Regions from separate parts of the Mus musculus genome. Here region 1 is linked to region 2. The links are chromatin contacts, called in public HiChIP or PLAC-seq maps. All regions are on one chromosome and are shown on one strand. The core of a region is the stretch at or near the end of the contact, and the rest is flanking DNA. Distances in the headings are between cores, read along the strand shown. Region 1 has its middle 22 kb from the start of Gm31813. Region 2 holds the start of Gm31693 (a long non-coding RNA gene).

Region 1 (7,488 bases), core at 2,316-4,815, 290 kb before region 2:
CTGTTTCTGTAGCACGTGTTGATTTTCTTTATTAACATGCACTAACAAGCTTGATCATGACATTTTCTTACACGTATACAACACACATGCACACGTTGCTTTGTACTCAAGATCCCATGAATCTAAGGATTAATTTATATTATCTGAGACCCTTGGGAACCAGCGATAGAGATAATGTATTGTGAAGAGAATGGATATGTAGCTTAGTTGGTTGAGTGTTTGTCTGCATAGCGTGCAACCCTGGCTTCAGTGCCAGCATTGTAGGAAGTGGTGTTGTATGCCTGTAATTCCAACTCTTGTAAGGTAGAGGTAAGAAGGCCATGCCATCCTCAGCCTCACAGTAAGTTTGAGCCTCACAGTAAGTTTGAGGCCAGACTTGGAATATATGAGACTCAGTCTTGGAATATTTTTTATAAAAATAAGAAAATGATAAAGCATGACAAATCTGTTAGTCTTTAAGGAATCATTTTTACTCCTAGTTAAAGATGTCTACAGAATCATAGCTATGAATTTCACTTTACAAATGACAAATTTTATGTTAATGATCTCATTTAACTCTCTGCACATAATCTAAGCACCAAAGAATGCCTCATAATATAATTTCCAGGATTTGCCTCCCTCTCTCCTCCTGTTTTCTCAGGTGTTAGAAACCTATTACTAACCAACCTATATAGAGATGGCATTTATTGGACGGACACTGCAGACATGCACACTTTGTTTTACTGTATAGACTTCCAGGAAGCACTGACAAATGAGATCCAGGAAGAGCCAAGATGTCACTGGGCCTTGAATGCTGACCGTTGAGAATGGGAGGGTTGTCTGTATTCTCCTTCTGCTCTTCTTTCTGTGTTGGCTGAGTCCCTCACTGGCTTGGTCTAAGTAGAAGAAGAGATGTTTACCAGAAATACATGATTCCATGGAACGGATGAGAACATTTGAGAACAGATTTCAACTCGGACTTCCTGGCACGGCTATGGGCTGTGAAGAAGAGTGATGGTCTGTGGCTGTCTCCACAGGTGCCATGGATCAGGGCCTTCACATGTGGGTGGGAAGTGTGCTTATCATCATAGTGAAGGTGCAGCCTGGGAGAGTAAGAAACTGAATACTGGAAACAAGCTAGGTGTGTACTCCTGCTGATGTGTGCTCCACATAGTGCCTCAGGGTCTACATGTTCTGTCGATTATATCATTCTATCAAAGGAGTCCTCAAGACACCATGCATGACTATATACCCATTCACAGTGAGATGAGGATCGCTATTAGTGGAAACCCCTTGTGAGTGTTGCTTTTCAAGGTAGCTAAATCTTCTTTAGTTCAATCTAAAATAATGAAAGCCCTGCTTTATTCAGGCCTAAGGTACATACACATGGCAGAAACATGTTCTCCTCACTTCCTGGGTTAAAGGTGAGACTGCTGAGGGAAGAGCAATGAGGAAACAACTCATGACCACAGAAAGGGGTGTCAGTCAAGACTGTTTCCTTATGTAACAGTGGATAGTGAGATAACGGCTCAGGGTTTGCGTTAGACTTTAAACTCCAACGGACGAAGCTGTTGCCTCCCACGGCGTCTCTGTGTGCAGATGTCACAACCACCCTCCCTGGAGGAAAGGAACATGAGAGAAGATTTGGGGAAGAAAAGCCACAGCTCAAGGAACTGAAAAGGAGTTGTTGCCTTCCAGGCAAGTGTGTAGGCTAGGGAAGGCCCCGAGCAGAGCATGCTGTGTGTGTTAGGAGCCTGACGACTTGGACCATGTGAATTTTCTCATTTCTTGTTACTTCTAATGCTATTGATCAACTGTGTGAAGGGAACTTTCTCTGCACCTTCTGCTTTCACAGTAAGAGCCCAATATTCATGTCTGGTTTTGGTAGTGAGTCTAGACTAACAGTGAGATGGGTAAGGGAAAGAGAAAACCTCCCCCCCCCCTCCCCTTTGTGGTTAATGGTGTCAGAGGCTGTAGGAGACTGGCAGGTGTTTAGAAACCAGCGTGAGTCATTCTGCATCTCAACTTGGCTGGGCTATGGGGCTGCATATTCAGTCAAGCATTATTTTAGATGTTTCTGTAACATCTTTGGGTGAGATTAACATGAAAACCAATGGATTCTTTGTGCAGCAAGAATACTTTTTATGACATGGTGGGTTCCGTCTAGTCAGCTGAAGGTCTTACTAAAGACTGATGCTGACCCGAGAAGTTTAGATTTAGTAAGGCCCCATAATCACGTGCATTAGTTCCTGAGGAGATACTTACTCCTCTAACCCTCATCTGTAGGAGGTTCAGCTCGCTAACTTGGAAGCTCTTTCTACAGTCAACCATAATGTAGAGATTGTTCCAGCAAGAGTTCTGAAATCAGGAAAAATACAACAACAACAAATTTAAATGCCCAAATATCAGAGGCTATTTATTTTATTCAGTCCTTTCCCTTGTTTTAAATCAGGGTCTCAAGTTGTCTGGTTTCCTTTGATATTTCTATATAGTTTAGGATGACCTTGCAGATATGTGCCACCACAATCCCTTTACACAGTGCTGGGGATTGATCCTAGGTCTTTGTGCTCATTCGACAAGTACTCTGCCAACTGACATACATCCCTCAGCCCTCATCATCAGCTTTTGACACAGAATTTTTGGCAGGGTACCTGTTGGCTTGGTACAGAATGTGTCTGTCCCCTGAGCCAACATCTTCTTAAAATGGCAGACGAAAATAAACCCAGCTGAGTTGGAGATAGTCATCCTGGCAACCACACATCTACTTTTTCCTGGAACATCAACTCTTAGGCAAGGACTATTTGCCTCTGTGCTAACTCAGGACCAGGACCAAGTCCTAGAGAACACCCCGTACCTCTGATGACTCTGAGAATGGACTCTGCCAGTGTAAGTGACTGGACTTGGCTTGGAACTCAGTGTTTTCTCAATTGCAGATCTTCACAAAGCTTGTGTTAATTGTTCTCCTACAACAGATAAGCCTAAGGTGTCCTGTTTAAGGAAATGTTCCTCTTTGAAAAAACTGCCTGTACTATAAACCCCTCCCTGAGGGGAGGACGAGAAATGTGCCCAGCTCCAAGATGTGGCCAGACAGCATTGTACAGCCTGGTAACTCTAGTCAGCCCCACCTTCAAGGATCCAAGTTCAGCAGAGGTGAAGAGTGCTTTCGTTCTGGTCACTCATTCACCAGGGGAAGCTGGACACCATCCGGTGAACCTGGTCTTGTGAAATCAGACAACCTAATTGCCCTTTACAGCTTGGTAAATGATATACTCCAACTGTGAGGGCTAAAGTTATATTTTAAGTTTTAATTCCTGTGCTGAAGGGATCTATAAAACAAAAATGTCTCTAACCTATAATGCAGATAACTTTCTCTGCCCACGGACAGATAACTTCCTGGATTCTGGGGGCTACTATTCATGCAAGATAACAAGCCATGAAAATGTTTTCACTTCTGTAAACAAGGTTGGTTGCTTCAACTTCTCAGGATGTCCTTAATCACATGGACCAGGAAGTACATAGGCAGGATGTATGCTTACCCCCAAGGCAGCAAATACACAGCCTTGTAGGTTGTGCCTTTATAATCACCAGATTAGCACAGTGTGAGGCCGTTTTCTGGGAATCCTGAGTATGGATCTGGGTAGAGTCCATAGTCTTGGCCAGCATTTAATAAAACTTACTTTAATTTTGGCTCAAAAATTGGGATAATGGTCCTATTCTCTCCCAGTAGGATCAACAGTAGGGCTCATAAAAGTTAATCCAGACCCAGGCTTCCAAGCTGATACCCTGGGTGATGAGCAGAGTGTCTAGTTGTCTAGCTGTGGATAGGACAAAAACCCTCAGAGGTTTCTACACCACTCTTGGAATCTTTGGAGAGGCCTTATATGCTGCCTCAGTAACTTAAGTGCTGGGACGGGGCATATAACTCAGTTGTAGAGTGCTTGCTTTGCATTCACGAAGCGCTGGCATCTGTCTCGGCACCATGTAAGTAAGGAACTGTAACACATTCTTGTGATCCTCTAATTTTGGAGGTAGAGGAAGAAGAATCAGTGTTCTTGGTTCTCCTCAACTATGTAATTAGAAGGGTCATCTAGGCCTAGGTAATACTCACTAAACTAAAAACCAAGGCAAATAACAACAACGAAAACCAACACAGATTCCATACACATCGGAAAAGCAGACTCTGGAGAGATTTCTAGAATGTTCTCCAATTTGGTTCATTCTCCAGGTTTTTGTTCTGTTTTGTTTTGTTTTTTACTTTCCAACTAATGAAACTATTTTATGTTGACAGCTAAAGTGGTTGGCTTTAGTGATTTTTTTTTTATTTCTTTTGGGTTGTTGAGCTTTGATCTTCCTCTTGGGGTATGACTTACAGTGGGCAGTGGCACCGTACTCTCAGTTTGTGGTCAGCCTGGGATCACAAATGTGAGCAACCAATACTCTCCAGCATGGTTGCTTAGCTGGTTTGTCCAGTAGGTGATGGGTGTTAAGTGATATTTTCATCTACTGAGGGGCTTATCAGGATATGATCTCATTGTGGTTGAGTAGCATCGTTAATTGTTTTGAAAACACTATTAACTATGGATTCCTTAAGACTTAATCTGTGTCAATTTATTTACATATGTTGCCTGTTTAAATCTTAACACATTTCACATCCAGTAGTCTTATTCCCCTAGAATCAGCAAAAAAGCAATGGTGTTACATAGCCACAATACCAGAATCATTATTCACTCTCTGTCGTGTGTGTGTGTGTGTGTGTGTGTGTCCTTATGCAGAGGCCAGAGAAGAGTATAGTATGTCTTTCTCTGATGGTTTCAGTTCCTTGAGACACTGTCTCCCACTGAACCAGAAGATTAGCATTTAGTTGGAGTTGCCTGGCCAATGAACTTTCAGAATCTGCCTGTCTCTACCGTGCAAAGCTGAGGGTATACAAGAGAGCAGCCAGCCATGCCTGGCTTTTTACTTGCATGTTGGAGATTTGATCTCAGGTTTTCATTCTTGCAAAGCAGGAGCTCTTAGCCATTGGGCCTCTTGAGAGGCATTATTTAAAATCAGGAGTACCTGCTACCACTACTCACATGTTGGAATCCTGCTCCCTGAAAGGCAGTGTCTGGGTCATTTCCCTGGTTTACCTTGAAGGTAAACTGCAGCCAGGGCAGTTTTACCAGGGGAAAGTAGGAGTGGGTGGAAGGTCCACTTTTTTTTCCTTGGAAAGATTCTGCAGCTCTGTATGGAAATCAAGAATGCAGGAAATAAGAATAACTGAATTTTGAGTCATCTTTGGTAAGCACTGTGTCAAATTTTAAATGGCAAGAAGCTAGCTGGGGAAGAACACAGTATTTTTAGAAGCTGAAATTTATTTTAACCAAACAAGTTAAAGAGCATGTGTTACATCTCCACTCCTGCTAGGATCTTTCAGATGACTCCTGCTGTGTTTTAAGAAAGAAACTGCTTAATGAAACTTACTATTTTGTAGGGTAACTAAAAAGGTTAATAATGGGGAAAAAAGGAAAGCTGTTCCTTCCATTAAGAACTGCAAAGTTGTTTTATTTTGCTTAACATTTCTTTATTCAGTGTGTGTTTGGAACAGCAGGGGGTGGGGAGGCTCTTGTTGGCTGGAGCACCTGAGCAGAGGTCAAGGGACCTCTGCTGCCTCTTTCTGCCACGTGGGCTCTGGGTATTGGAAGCGCTGTTGTACAACAAATCACCTTGCCAGCCTTGCTTGGATGTTTTTGAAAGTCACCCAAATTCTTTAGTCAAGTAGTAATGAGAAAATAAGCTTCATTTATTATTTACTTAGAATGGAATCACCAGAAATTGCATAGTTACTGCTGACTTGAATCTTTCCAGCTAGATATTTAAATAGATGGACTATATAAAAATGGTATTATGATACAAATGTTCTGCCACAGTTGATAGAATACTTGCCTGGCACATACAAAGGTCTGTGTTTGATCTTCAGCACTACGTATACCACACATGGTGTGCATGCCTGTAATCCTAGCACTCTGAAGGTTCACACAGGAAGATCAGAAGTTCAGTCATCTTTAGCTACATAAGGCTTCATGAGACACTATCCCAAAAGGAGGAAAAATTACCAAGATAACAAAACCACTGAATTTAAAGAAAAATCAAATGAAGTACATTGAAAAAAAAAAATCAAAAGTACGGAGTTTCAAAAGCTCGTTTTGTCTTTGACTCAGGGTGTGCTAATTACACTGACTTGATCATTAGCAACTGTCTGGATCTGTCAAAATATCTCACCATACCTATAAATTTATACAAGTACACATGAAGAAGAAAAGCAATTTCTCCATTAGAAGTACTTTCTACAGAAGCTCTTCAATGTTATATGAAAGGTTGTGAGAAACACTTAGAGGTAGAGGTATTTTCTTCAATTTTAGATAACAGAGAATGGAGGTATGTCACAGCCCCTACTGCTACTCCCCCATTTGTTGCGAGTTGTGTTCTTGCATTATCTTCAACTTGCTGGGACAAATGTCTGGGATCTTAATTTAGATCCTACTTTTGGAGTCTGCTTCTCTCGCTCTGGCTGTCTCATTGCTTTAGGTTTTGGGGGTAGTCACCTCAAGAGCCAGAGCAAAAGCAGAAAGAGGAAGAAGGGACTGCGGTCCCACAATCCTCTGCCAGGGCAAGCCTGCATGGCCTGAAGACTGTCCCTGAGGCGCCACCTTTCAAAGACAGTACCACTGCGAGGGGAACCCAGCCTTAGCAGAAAGAGCCCTGGGGGACACTAGTCGGCCATCACTGCAAAGAGAGGCCCATTGGACGTGCAAACTTTATATGCCCCAGTACAGGGGAACGCCAGGGCCAAAAAGGGTGAGTGGGTGGGCAGGGGAGTGGGGGGGGGTGGGTATGGGGGACTTTTGGTATAGCATTGGAAATGTAAATGAGCTAAATACCTAATAAAAAATGGGAAAAAAAAGATTTTGACTTTAACACCCTCTCCTCCTTTTCTTTCTTTTCCTTTGAATCTGGATTTCACCTATCTCAGACTTGCCTCAAACCCTCCGGGTAGTTGAGGGTGACCTTGAACTTCTTGTCCTCCCACCTCATCTTCCATATCTGGGATCACAGAGAGTTCTGCCATTCCTGATTTTTGAAATGCTGGAGCTAGAACTCGGGGCTTTGTCCATTTCACTAACTAGACGAGCATTCCACCACCAAGCTCCATAATTACTCTGTTCAAGCTGCCCCTATTGACAGTGCTCAGCTCTTGTGATTGTAATCTCTACCATGGTAGTGTAACTTCCCTGTGTCTCAAGCTCTCTGCCAGGCTTCACGCTCAGCTGCTTTCATCTTTCTTATGTTTTCTCTCTCACCTGCTTAAGTTTCACTGTCCTATTTTCCCAGGAGGTCACATGGCCCTTGTTCTCTGATTCCTTTATTTTGAAAAGATCCATGCTTGTCATCATTCTAGAATGATGTCCTTACTAAATGCTCCGGAGTCACTGTTTCTTTTCATTAAAATTTTGTGTATGTTTCTCCAAG
Region 2 (7,343 bases), core at 2,016-4,515:
ATGATGCATGTAGGATCATGTAATGTTGACACAACTGATTAGTGACTTCTTCTCTTTAAACACAATTCCAGGGACTGCCAAGCATCTATCTAGCCTCATTTCTCATTTTTATTTTCATATTTTTTGTTAAATCCACACTCACGGTCTTGCTCTTATGTGGGCTCCAGGTTCTTTCTAACTTTGGGCCTGTTAATCTCCAGTTCCACTTTTGTGTTCTGGACCTGACCTCACAATGATCTCTACCAAACACATACCATTCTATGTATACTAACTTGAATATCACATTGTTGGGATTACCAGCCAGGCTTCAGTGTCCCCTCTGAATATCTTTGTCCTGATTTGATTTTCTCTTGCTGTGCTAAAACAGTCTGACCAAAAGAAAGTTAGAAAAGAGTTTAATTTGTCTTACAACTCTCAGGTCACAATCTGTCACTGAGAAAAGTCAGGGGAGGAACTCTAGGCAAGAACCTGAAAGAAGCAGAGACCATGGAAGATTTCTGCTTACTGGCTGTGCCTTGCTCAGCTTGCCCACCTGCCCAGGGGTGGTACCATGGACAGGGCCCTCCTGCCTCAATTAGAAAACAAGAAGCTCTATAGAAATGCCTACAGGATAATCTGATGGAAGAAATTCTTCAAAGTTTCCCTCCCCCCCCCCCCCCCCCAGATAGGTGATTCAAGGTTTGTGTCAAGTTGACAACTGAAGCTAACTATGACAGTCAGGCATTTCACACTGAGTGCAACTGCTCCTCAAATTGTCTTCCTGTCAAGACACTCATGGCAACCATCTGTCTCTGCTACCCAATTTCATGTTCAAGAGCTCAGAACAATACCTGCTACACCAGATTCATATTGATTTAAATAGCAAATATTAATTTGTCTTAGAATGCAGCAGGGAGAGAAAGCATTCAGAGGTGTGGCTTTGTTGTTATTTTAATCCTTGCAATTTATTTATTTGTTTGTTTTGAGACAAGATCCCAGACTGGCCTCAAACTTCCTATGCAGCTGAGGATAACCTAGATCTTCTAATCCATGTTTTTGCTTCTTGAGTGCTGGGATTACAGGTGTGTGTCATCTCAGTCACCTTATGTGACGCTTCAGAGGGAACCCAGCGCTTCTTTTTATAATAGGCAGATACCCTACTGACTGGCATTTATCCTCAGCCCAACCTAGCTTGCTTGCTTGCTCTCTCTCTCTCTCTCTCTCTCTCTCTCTCTTTCTTTCTCTCTCTCTTTCTTTCCTCCCTCCTTCCCTCTCTCCCTTCCTCCCTTCCTTTCTTCCTACCTACCTTCCTTCCTTCCTTCCTTTCTTCCTTCCTTCCTTCCTTCCTTCCTTCCTTCCTTCCTTCCTTCCTTCCCTCCTTCCTTCCTTCCTTCCTTCCTTCCTTCCTTCCTTCCTTCCTTCCTTCCTTCCTTGTAGTCTCTCCTCCCCCAGCCTGAAACCTGCTTGCTCAGAGGTGGAGCTTCCTGCTCATTCGTTCTGCCACGCCCACTGCTGGACCTTGCCGTTTTTTGCTGTTTGGAGCCACACACGTGCTCACCCTGCTACTGGACCCTGAAATTATTTGGCGGGAATCGGGTCCCCTCCCCCTCCCTTCATAACTGCATGCGGAACAGTAAAATTGAGCTTTGATCAGAATGCCTGTCTTAGCTGCATTTCTTTATCTCGCCGCCTAGCCCCTCTTCTCTTCCAGGTTTCCAAAATGCCTTTCCAGGCTAGAACCCATGTTGTGATATGCTGGCCAGACACAACACTTCCTTCCTTCCATCCTTTCTCTCTCTCCCTCTCTTTATTTATATCTTTGTTATTTGTTTTCAAGTTACAAATATATGGGTGGTTTGCTTGTGTGTGTGTGTGTCTGTCTGTGTACCATATGCACACCTGCTGTGGGTAGGGGTCAGAAGAGGCAGTTGGGTTTCCCAAAGCTGGAGTTATAGACAGTCATGAACTGGTATGTGGGTTCTAGGAGTTAAACCTGGGTCTTCTGCAAGAGCATCCAGTGCTCTTAGCCAGTGGGCCATCTCTCCAGCTGCTAGGATTATTTATATCTAGGGTGGTACTTTACTTTTCCACATGAAATGAGAGGTCATACTTCTCTCAAGTGAGAGAAGTAACTAGTATACCCCCAGATTGAGAGAATATGGTCCATAGGCAGGGGTTGGGGCAGAGAGGTTGGCTTCTGGAACCTGTTCTCAGCTGTCTGTTAACTCTCATATTTTCTACCTGTGATTCCAACTACAGCATAAATGCTACATAGATATTTTCAAATAGGGGGAAATGTGTTTGAAGTCTCCTGGGTGAGGTGACTGAGAAGGCTAACTGAGTTTCTAGTCATCTTAAAGTGAATAATGGTCCCAGAGGTAAAATTATACAATTGGAATAATGTTGCTAGCTGATAACAATGTGGTCTGACAGGGCAGTCCCCGCCTCTCTGAAAACTATTCCCCCAATCATTCTGGTAGCTGCTTATCTAGACTGGAGCAAGTGAGATCATGTGACATGAGGGCTTCACAGACCCAAGCTTTTCTGTTGATTTTTTTCCTCTTAAAAATGCATTTGGAAGAAGACTCAGTTCCTGTGAACTAAATGTTCATCCATTTGTTACAGTACATTTTAAAAATGGCAAGTCATAAGCTGCTGACCTCAAGGGAGATTCAATAAATCATTAAAACCCAGCCACCTGCAAGCTGGGCTCTGTCTGACTAATTCCTCACAGTCAGAGATACCAGGTGTCTTAGACTCTCACCATCCACCTCAACACCATGCACTATAGCAGCCCTGCTAAATGTAAACTTCTCAAGTGGGGTGATACAATTCTATTTGGATTCCAAATCTATTATTTATGTGTTCATTTACTGAGCTGGTGGGAGTAGAACTCAACTTGCACATCCTAAGCTGACCCCTGTGCCCTTGCAGAGAAGCACACACACACACACACACACACACACACACACCCCACACACATATATTATTTATTATACACAGAGAGTGTTATGTAGCCCAGGTTTATCCTCAAACTTGATGTACAACAAAGAGTGACCTTGAACTTTTGATTGCCCTCAGAAGTCTCCTCTAGTCCATCCTTAGCTCTCAGTAACTGTCCCTTAGGTACTGTTGTATCAATGTAAATGGCTAAGGGTCAGCTTAAATGTGATCCCTTTTATAGGCTTGGGCTCATACTTTGTGTTTTGCTTGGAAGTTGCCCCATTACCACACCCTCATGCAAAGCCAGATATTTGGGCAGCTGAAGGGAAGCAGACAATTGTGCAACTCCCCAGCTAACTCAGAGAAAGGAGTTTCCCAGATGACTCAGGTGATAGCCTGAGAAAACACATAGAGGAGGAAGCATGTCTTTCTTTTATTAAAATCTTTAATGGACTTGTGGCTAGATGCCCTGGGTGCTGGGTAGACTTTCCGGCTAGGCAGAAGACTTTCCATATACTATGCTAGTGGCCTCCTACCTGATGATTAGTATCAAGGTTGAGAGCTGGGAGGCCAGTGCTGAGCAGATACGCATGTTCCCTCCTTCACTAACAAAATTGCAGTAATCTATGTGAACCAATTTAGTAGCCACATATCCTTCCAGCCTTCTGAAGGGTATAAGAAGTCTGAAGTCCGTGTGTGTGGACAGTGTCACACTGTCCTTGAAGACTCATTTATTGGGTTTTTTCCCCCCAAGTTCCATCCCAAAACATCTCCAACTGAATCTAAATTTTAATGTTTTCTAAACAACTCAAATACAGATTAGAATAAGAAAGTTGTGACTTCCCGAGAATTGAATTTGATGAGATGGTGTGATTCTTTCAGAGTGAAAGAGCGCAGTGCTTCTGGCTTTGAAGGCTATGGCAAGCACAGGTATTTTTGTAAGTATATGTTTGCTATAGTACAGACAAACAGTGGGACACTTGATCCAGTCATCCACTCAAAGAATTAAGTCTAGTACAGATGGCAAAATACCTTGAAACACTGTATTATGAAACTTTATATCATGAAATTGAATAGAATTTTACATGTTTTTCCTAAACCTTATAAACAGCTTCAGTGAAGTAGCAGGATATAAAATTAACTCAAACAAATCAATGGCCTTTCTCTACAGAAAGGATAAACAGGCTGAGAAAGAAACTAGGGAAACAACACCCTTCACGGTAGTCACAAATAATATAAAATACCTTGGTGTGACTCTAACTAAGGAAGTAAAAGATCTGTATTGTAAGAACTTCAAGTCTCTGAAGAAAGAAATTGAAGAAGATCTCAGAAGATGGAAAAATCTCCCATGCTCATGGATTGGCAGGATCAATATAGTAAAAATGGCTATCTTGCCAAAAGCAATCTACAGATTCAATGCAATCCCCATCAAAATTCCAGCTCAATTCTTCACTGAGTTAGAAAGGGCAATTTGCAAATTCATCTGGAATAATAAAAAACCTAGGATAGCAAAAACTATTCTCAACTATAAAAGAACCTAACCCTAACCCTAACCCTAACCCTAACCCTAACCCTAACCCTAACCCTAACCCTAACCCTAACCCTAACCCTAACCCTAACCCTAAAAGAACCTCTGGGGAAATCACCATGCCTGACCTTAAGCTGTACTACAGAGCAATTGTGATAAAAAAAAACTGCATGGTACTGGTACAGTAACAGACAGGTAGATCAATGAAATAGAATTGAAGACCCAGAAATGAACCCACACACCCATGGTCACTTGATCTTTGACAAGGGAGCTAAAACCATCCAGTGGAAAAAAAGAGAGCATTTTCAACAAATGGTACTGGAACAACTGGCAGTTAGCTTGTAAAAGAATGTGAAATGATTCATTCTTATCTCCTTGTACAAAGGTCAAGTCTAAGTGGATCAAGGAACTCCACATAAAACCAGAGACTGAAAGTTATAGAGCAGAAAGTAGGGAAAAGCCTCGGAGATATGGGCACAGGGGAAAAATTCCTGAACAGAACAGCAATGGTTTGTGCTGTAAGATTGAGAATCAACAAATAGGACCTCAGAAAATTGCAAAGCTTCTGCAAGGCAAAAGACACCATCAATAAGGCAAAAAGGCCACCAACAGATTGGGAAAGGATCTTTACCTATCCTAAATCAGATAGGGGACTAAAATCTAATATATATAAAGAACTCAAGAAGGTGGACTCCAGAAAATCAAATAACCCTATTAAAAATGGGGTACAGAGCTAAACAAAGAATTCTCTGATGAATAACTGCTGAATGGCTGAGAAGCACCTGAAAAAAAATGTTCAATATCCTTAATCATCAGGGAAATGCAAATCAAAACAACCCTGAGATTCTACCTCACACCAGTTAGAATGGTGAAGATCAAAAATTCAGGTGACAAAAGATGCTGGCGAGGATGTGGAGAAAGAGGAACACTCTTCCATTGTTGGTGGGATTGCAAGCTTGTACAACCACTCTGGAAATCAGAGTTCCTCAGAAAATTGGACATAGTACTAACGGAGGATCCAGCAATTCCTCTCCTGGGCATATCCGCTGAAGATGTTCTAACTTGTAATAAGGACACATGTTCCACTATGTTCATAGCAGCCTTATTTATAATAGCCAGAAGCTGGAAAAAAAACTCAGATGTCCCTCAACAGAGGAATGGATACAGAAAATGTGGTAGATTTACACAATGGAGTACTACTCAGCAATTAAAAACTGATTTCATGAAATTTTTAGGCAAATGGATGTATCTGGAGGATATCATCTTGAGTGAGGTAACCCAATCAAAAAAGAACACACATGATATTCACTCACTGATAAGTGGATATTAGCCCAGAAACTTAGAATATCCAAGATACAACTTGCAAAACACATGAAACTCAAGAAGAAGGAAGACCAAAGTGTGGATACTTCTTAGAATGGAGAACAAAATATCCATGGAAGGAGTTCCAGAGACAAAGTTCAGAGCTGAGATAGAAGGAAGGACTACCCAGAGACTGCCCCAGTCAGGGATCTATCCCATAAACAACCACCAAACCCAGACACTATTGCATATGCCAGCAAGATTTTGCTGGCAGGGCCCTGATATAGCTCTCTCTTGTGAGGCTGTGCCAGTGCCTGGCAAATACAGAACTGGATGCTCATAGTCATCTATTGGATGTATCACAGAGCCCCTAATGAAGGAGCTAGGGAAAGTACCCATGGAGCTAAAGGGGTCTACAACCCTACAAGAGGAACAACAATATGAAGTAACCAGTACCCCCAGAGCTGTGTCTCTAGTTGCATATTTAGCAGAGGATTGCTTAGTTGGCCATCAATGGGAGGAGAGGCCCTTGGTCTTCAGAAGATCATATGCTCCAGTACAGGGAAACATCAGGGCCAGGTAGGGGAGCAGGGATAGTATTTGAAATGTAAATGAAGAAAATATCTAATAAAAAAAGAATTTTACATGTTCTATTGTATGAACCAGAAGAATCCTGGCTTCAGGACATAGGACCATTTTATGGGGTTGGATGTAGGGCTTATAACCACCAATGTATAGACACTGGATATGGTGTGACCTTCCGTGTTTGGACTGCCATACAAGTCAGAGGCAGTAAGATGAAGATTGTCTCTCTGAAGGCTCAGCTCTGGAGGAGAACACTCACCTTCCCAGAATATGGGGGTGGGATGAGGTGGAGGGATGCCTGTGTATGTGAAGATCAAAGTTCTAGCTTTGCACTTTGAGACAGGACTGCTTACTATTCTCTACATTGTATGCCAGACTTTTGGCCAGTGAAATTTCAGTGAACTCTCCTCTTTTCATCTCATATCTCACTGTAGAAATGCTGAAAGTACAAGATGCATATTCACTACTATGTTCAATTTACATTGGTTTTGGGTATCTGAAGTGCTTGTGTGACAGCACTTGGCTCACTAAGCCAGTTCCTCGGCTCTGTTTAGTTTTGCAAGATTACAGTTCAGTGCCAATAGGCAAGTGCTATACTACTGAACTACACCTCGAGACCTTTATTATTACTATTGTTGCTGTTGTTGTTGCTGTTGTTGTTTTCATTCTTGTTATAGTGCTGGGAATGATAAAGTTAACTGAAGGCACAGAAATGCTCTCTGATTCATCAAGTTTTAATTTCTTCAGACAATGCTTCAATGAGGTGGCAGGGTAATTCATGATTTCTGTGATCTGTTTTATTCCAGTTCAAAAAATGAGATACATATAAAGATGTTAAAAGCTAGAAAAAAATACCACAAGAATCTTCTCAACCCATGCACCTTTCTTTCTTCTGCCAGAGGATCAGAAGATAACACTGGAAGTTGTTCCTCAGGTAGCACTTACTTTTTTTTTTTTTTTTTTTTTTTTTTTTTTTTTTTTAAATAAGATAAGGTCTTTGACTTGA

The links. HiChIP or PLAC-seq counts read pairs in DNA pulled down with a chosen protein or histone mark.
Region 1: a FOXA1 HiChIP or PLAC-seq map of pancreatic cancer cells shows a contact between it and region 2. The contact joins two enhancer-like sites. A contact is called at or near these places in 1 of 484 Hi-C or Micro-C datasets (liver) and 2 of 115 datasets of contacts at active chromatin or transcription factors (CD8 T cells and pancreatic cancer cells).

What each region holds. Positions count from the first base shown.
Region 1 is chr3:21,982,333-21,989,820 of GRCm38.p6, reverse strand. No RefSeq gene overlaps it. Among named protein-coding and RNA genes, the nearest start is that of Gm31813, 22 kb to the right of the region's middle. Within about 2 kb of position 3,565, at least 104 of the 459 cell types and tissues checked have an H3K27ac peak or open chromatin away from gene starts, as enhancers often do. A contact at or near this core is called in pancreatic cancer cells, where this site is marked.
Region 2 is chr3:21,695,648-21,702,990 of GRCm38.p6, reverse strand. It overlaps Gm31693 (a long non-coding RNA gene), which reads right to left and starts at 176. Exons shown (of 4, transcript XR_389617.3): 1 at 143-176. Within about 2 kb of position 3,265, at least 17 of the 459 cell types and tissues checked have an H3K27ac peak or open chromatin away from gene starts, as enhancers often do. A contact at or near this core is called in pancreatic cancer cells, where this site is marked.